2 separate regions of the Mus musculus genome follow, and region 2 is linked to region 1. Evidence: chromatin contacts called from public promoter capture Hi-C data. All regions are on one chromosome and are shown on one strand. The core of a region is the stretch at or near the end of the contact, and the rest is flanking DNA. Distances in the headings are between cores, read along the strand shown. Region 1 overlaps Stat4 (signal transducer and activator of transcription 4). Region 2 overlaps Stat1 (signal transducer and activator of transcription 1).

Evidence for each region. Capture Hi-C pulls out chosen DNA fragments and counts their contacts.
Region 2: a contact with region 1 is called in a promoter capture Hi-C map of adipose tissue. The contact joins two enhancer-like sites. A contact is called at or near these places in 1 of 115 datasets of contacts at active chromatin or transcription factors (CD8 T cells) and 2 of 9 other capture datasets (adipose tissue and liver).

What each region holds. Positions count from the first base shown.
Region 1 is chr1:52,021,053-52,023,812 of GRCm38.p6, reverse strand. The region is part of intron 3 of Stat4 (signal transducer and activator of transcription 4); the gene reads right to left. Among named protein-coding and RNA genes, the nearest start is that of Stat4, 14 kb to the right of the region's middle. Within about 2 kb of position 1,337, at least 82 of the 459 cell types and tissues checked have an H3K27ac peak or open chromatin away from gene starts, as enhancers often do. A contact at or near this core is called in CD8 T cells and adipose tissue, where this site is marked.
Region 2 is chr1:52,149,507-52,152,266 of GRCm38.p6, reverse strand. It overlaps Stat1 (signal transducer and activator of transcription 1), which reads right to left. Exons shown (of 25, transcript NM_009283.4): 19 at 1,599-1,648; 20 at 935-1,029; 21 at 1-34. Among named protein-coding and RNA genes, the nearest start is that of Stat1, 31 kb to the right of the region's middle. Within about 2 kb of position 1,421, at least 100 of the 459 cell types and tissues checked have an H3K27ac peak or open chromatin away from gene starts, as enhancers often do. A contact at or near this core is called in CD8 T cells and adipose tissue, where this site is marked.

The DNA of each region.
Region 1 (2,760 bases), core at 88-2,587:
GCACCAGGTACACACATACCAGGCACACACACACAGTGCACAGACATACATGCAGGCAAACACTCATACAGATAAAATAAAAACAGATACATCTTTTAAAAAATTAAAAACTGGTTGTTCAAGACTCAGTTGGTATATATTAAACTGCATTGTAAAAAGAGATATAAAGGAACTCAAAAATGCCCCACCATGGCTCTAGATTCTCACTCAGAATTTTTAATAACATCTGTGAATTGGATACTTCTGATAGAAAAGACTTAAAACCAATAACACTCACATGCCTGTCAAAGTCTTTGTGTAAGATACTTTACCAAGTATGTGCTATTAACTCATCAGTAATTCTGGGATTAGGATGTATGTTCATTTAGATTCTCAGTAGAGCTCAAAAGAGTTACAAACATCTACAGCTAAAGGTGACTGAACCCTTGCGCACATGAACTCACTGGGCCTGGGTCTGCATACACAAGACCTGCACATGATCAAGCTAGCCCAAGTCCCAGTATGTACAGGGGACTGGCTCACAAAGTCCCACCCCAAGCATAGGGGCAACTGACAATTGATGACTGTAGGCAGGAAGAGTGTTTTATTCAGAGATGTGACCCCTGGGAGGTTTCAATGGTCACTGGGTGACCCTACAGCTACTCATGTACAATAGCACCAAGTGGGATCTGTGGGCTTTAAAAGAAGCTGGGGTTGGGGGAGAATAAGGGAGGGTTCAAGGAAGGGCTATAGGGGTAGATCTGACCAAAAAAATTATATGCATTTTTAAATTCTTAATAAAAATATTATAAAAATAAAGGCATTATAGATATGAGAAAGTAATAGCCTCTAAAATATAGGACATACAAAACATGAAGAAAAATTATAAAAGGTAAAACATTCTTCCCTTCATTAATAAGTTCCTCCATGCACTATGTGGAGAAAATAGTGTAATTTATAGCGGAGGTGACAAAGGGAAACATTCCTGGTGCTCACACTGAGCTGTGCAGCAGGATCCGAGGACTCTACTATATGCATATCATACACTAGTAAAAAGCTTTTTAAGTGATGTACTCGGCCCTAAGAGCATTGCATTAACATTTCTTTTGGCTGAGTATACACCAGTTTCATGATAGCAAAGTGGAGAAGGGAAGAAGGTAAATGTCTCATGTCCAGTTTCGAAGTGATTCTCCATCTGTTGGTTGCTTTATTGTTCTGGCAAGTGAAGAACTTCAAAGCCTGTGGTCCTTTATTATGAAGAGTCACTGCTCTTGACTCAGCTCCTGGAGAGTGGGCATTGGTTCCAAAAGACCACTAGTGCCTCTCCTGTGAAGTTCTAGGGTGTTAGTGTGTGGCTGCCTTACACTTCAGTATTTTGTTGTCTTCAGTTATTGGTTTTTTCTCTTAGCCTTCTTCCTCTGAAAGGTTTCCCCAACTTCTGCTTTTGGCTACCACATCAAACCTTCTCTCTCACACCATTTGTCGTAAACAATACTTTGTAAAACTAGTTCCCCCATCCTCAGAAACTGATGACATCAGGAAGTCAAAGTGTACAATCTGAATTGCTTTTGTGGACTCTGAACTGTATTTACACTGATGTGACATTTGCTCTGCTAGTCAAAGGATATTTATTGGAATAAGGCAATGATCATATTTCAATGTCAGCTCTATTTCTCATTATTACACAAGACACAGAGCCTCTTACTACACACTAAGCTGTGTGCTAAGAGCTGGTAATATGAAGAACAGTGTATGCTGGCAGCTTGGTCTTGTGGCATTAAGTATATATAGACAACGTAGACAATGTAGTTCCAAGTCCTTTATGCTAGTTTTCGTATCAAACTCATATTATCTCTCCTCCCTTCCCCAAACTAATTAAGATGTATTATTATATGTGAAATAACCCAAATTAAGTGATACAATTGTCTCATTTTTAATTCTCTCACATTTTGCATCTATTCATCCATTAAATGTCAGTCCTTTTACCAAATTACCTCACAATTCCAGCACACAGTCTACATCCCGAGTGACGCGTCCCCATTTTTTTCTTGCTGACTTATAATAATGACCAAATAGGTCTTCCCCCAAAAAAAACCCCCATCTATGCCTGATATGCTAAAGTCACGTTGTTGCCATGGAAATCTCTCTCATCACCTATATCTCCAGACAAGGAATGCAAGAACCTAAAGCAAACAGCAAGGAGAGTGACAACGTGCTGAGCTACAGAAAGCCAGTGGGACACAGAATTCCAAGGTCCATCCTGACAGTAGAGAGCAAGTTACAAAAGGCAGGCAGATTGTTTCACAAACAATGCATAGTTTGCCTCCCATGTCTATCCACTAAGGCAGATATCCAGGTTAGATGACAAGAAACAGGCAGTTTCGTGACATTAAGAGCATTTATAGAGGCCTCATTCTTTAAGTACCAACATACTGTTGGCTACTTTTCTTGTTGGTGCAGAGCAAAATATCTGAGGAAAACAACTTAAGGAAGGATTTATTGTGGCTTACATTTGGAGCATACAGTCCATCACAGTGGGGAAATCGTGACAGCAAGAGCATGAAGCACCTGGTCACATCAGATGCAACATTGAGAAGCAGAGAGAAACCAATGTGAGCACTCAGCTTTGATTTGGTCTTTCTGTTCAGTCTGGGATCCCAGACCAAGGAATAGCTCTACCCACATTTTGGGAGAGTTTTCTTAGTTAAATATTAACTCTGTAAACTCCATGAAAGACATCCGATCCTAACAAGTACAGCTACCTATGTAACTTCTTTTATT
Region 2 (2,760 bases), core at 172-2,671, 130 kb before region 1:
TTCTCGCTCCTTGCTGATGAAGCCCATAATGCACCTGGGTATTAAAGAGATGAATGGAGACGCTTTGTGTTTCCCTCGTGAATTTAATTTTCCATTTTGACTTACAGTCTAAGAAACCTGCTGCCGCCTGACAAGAGAACATACTATGAAAATGTATGCTTTCAAAATGCTTAACTGGCACTTAAAGGGAGCATCTCACTTATAGATACATGTGCTAAGTAGGAATCAGGATGAACACCGACTGGGGTGTGGCTTGGTAAACAGGCAATGCGTCGTCGTCTGCTGTTACTTGCTGACTTTAAACACCACGCATGACAGTGTCTGCCTATGCATCTTGTACTGGGGACGCAGCCTCAGGTAACAGCGCTTCAGACACCATCACTGCTGGTCAACTGACAGGAACCCCGGAGATATCAGTTGATCCCTGGACTGAATGAGCTAAACACTTTTCTCTTTCTCTCTTTCCTTCTGTCTCCTTCCTTCTTCCCTTCTCTTCCCTTCCCTCTCCTTCTCTCCTTCCTTCCTTCCTTTTAACAAAAAAGACTGAGTCTCACTGTCAGCCGTGGCTGCCTGGAGCTTGCTGTGCTACGAGCAGAGATCAGCCTGCCTCAGCCTCAGCCTCAGCTGAAGTTAAAGATCTGCACTGCCCCATCTGGTGGTTTCTGATTCTTTATTAGGGCAGTACAGTAAATACTGACAATGTTTGTGAGAATGAATAAATACATTAATGACACTAAGAGGTTTTTGTTTTTAATTTAGCTTTTAAATAGATAGATCTAAATATAGATATCCTAAGACATGCTTAATCTCCTGAGGGTGTCCTTTCAAGGAGCCTTATACCAGGTAAGTGTGCATCTCTGAGCAAAACCCCTGCCAAATCCTGAAGGCCGGCCGGCACTCTGTCCCAGCCTTCGGAGCGCTCAGGGACGCTTACCCATCATTCCAGAGGCACAGCAGGTGCTTCTTAATGAGCTCTAGGATGGTGTCAATCCAAGGCCAGAAGGAGAAATTTTTATCATTAATATTTTCCTGCAAGTATACAAATGCACAATTGGTTAACCAAAGCACTGCTTTGCCCTGCCCCTCCAAAGAGACCCCAGATCAAGCAAGAGGGGCAGTCGTTCCTGAGTGGAAATGCCTGGCTGGCTCCCCCTGCCTCTTTCTGACTTGCTAGAGCTTCTCCCTCCTTGGCTCCCTTTCCCAAGAGCAGCACCCGGCAAAGGTGACTTCCCAGATGACTGGAAAACAAGAGTGTGCTCACTGTAGCAGAAGCCAGCATGAGCAGCTCAGCTCCTGCTGGCGAACCGTGCAGGGTCTCACCACCCTGTGCAGGTGCCCTCGAGCTGGGGTAGCTCTGCACAACTGCTCCGTGCACGGTTCCCACGGCCTTAGCCAGAGCCCTGCTGATTAAGAGGCTGGGGCGAGGGATGTGGGAGAGTGTTATCACTCAGGCAGGTGCTTCCTGCCGGCTGGTCTCGGTCGGTCTCTGCTTGCAGACCAACCTCCTGCCCTGTAGGAAGGTAAACAACTTGTCCTAGTGGGTGTGAGGGGGACACATGAACATGCCAGAGTAAGCAAACAACCCAGGGAGGACCCACCTTACAAAACCTTGTCCATGGAATAAGACCATCAGGGCCAGCATTAGGGCCTAGAAACAAACACAAAAACGAACAAACAAACAAAAATCGCCTTTTTACCAAACAGAAATTGATCTGCTGCTCTAGTTGGACTGAGAGCTCTTGTATCTATTGCAAAGGGTGACTACAGCAGAGGTGATATTCTCTCGTATATTAACTTGAAATGGGCCTCTAGTTACACAGGCTGAAAGGACCAACAAGCAGTTTAAAACCTACGAATGGTGGCTTTGTTTCACCCCCTTTATTTATAGGCAGGGTCTCCCCGTGTAGCTCAGTCAGGCCTCAAACTCCTTGCTTCCCATCCTTGCCTCCGACTCCGCCAGCCTGAGATGACAGATGCGCACCACCATGCTGCTGTCTGTTGGTTTGATTCCAACAGCATGAAGGAATGCATGGAGGATTACTGAGATCGGATTATGAAAGCGCAGAGGAAGCTGACATCAAGCCAGCCATCTGGTGCCTCTTAGCTCCTTTCCCAGAGAGCAGGCAGAGCTCTATAAACCCCACCCCAGGACACGCCCTTCCAGGCTGATCTGACTTTGGCATGACCCCTGTCTCCCTGAAGGCTCTGTGGAGAAGCCACCCTTGTCTCTACCCAGCACCACTTCCCGCTGTTCCTCTGCCTACATGAAGTCCCTCCCCACCAAAAGCCCTGCAGAACAAATGTGCAGTTCCAAATAAGGCCGAGATCTCCGGTGGATTTTATAAGCTCACTGTACTTAGATATATCCCTCAGCCTTCTCACAAATTGGACAGTTGTTCAAACTGATACAAGCCATAAATATAATTAGCCATATGAATTAATGCAGCATGTGGTCTGAGCTGTGTTAAGTCCACTACTTTGTTTAAGGGAAACCACTGATACGCTACAACAAGCAGGGAAAAAAAAATCCTTGTATCTCACCAAATGTGGAATACAGAACAAGGTCTGAGACCCTTGTTAATGTGCACAAGTGAGTGAAGACCCTTCCAGGGACATTCAGTTAAGAAAGACCCACTTCGACTACCGTCTGCATCACCCTGCTACACAGACCGCAAACCTGGACAACGGTATTGATGGAATTTTAAAGACATGCTTCAGATATCCGGTTCATTGGCAGGTTGTCGGTGATAAGGGAGGCTT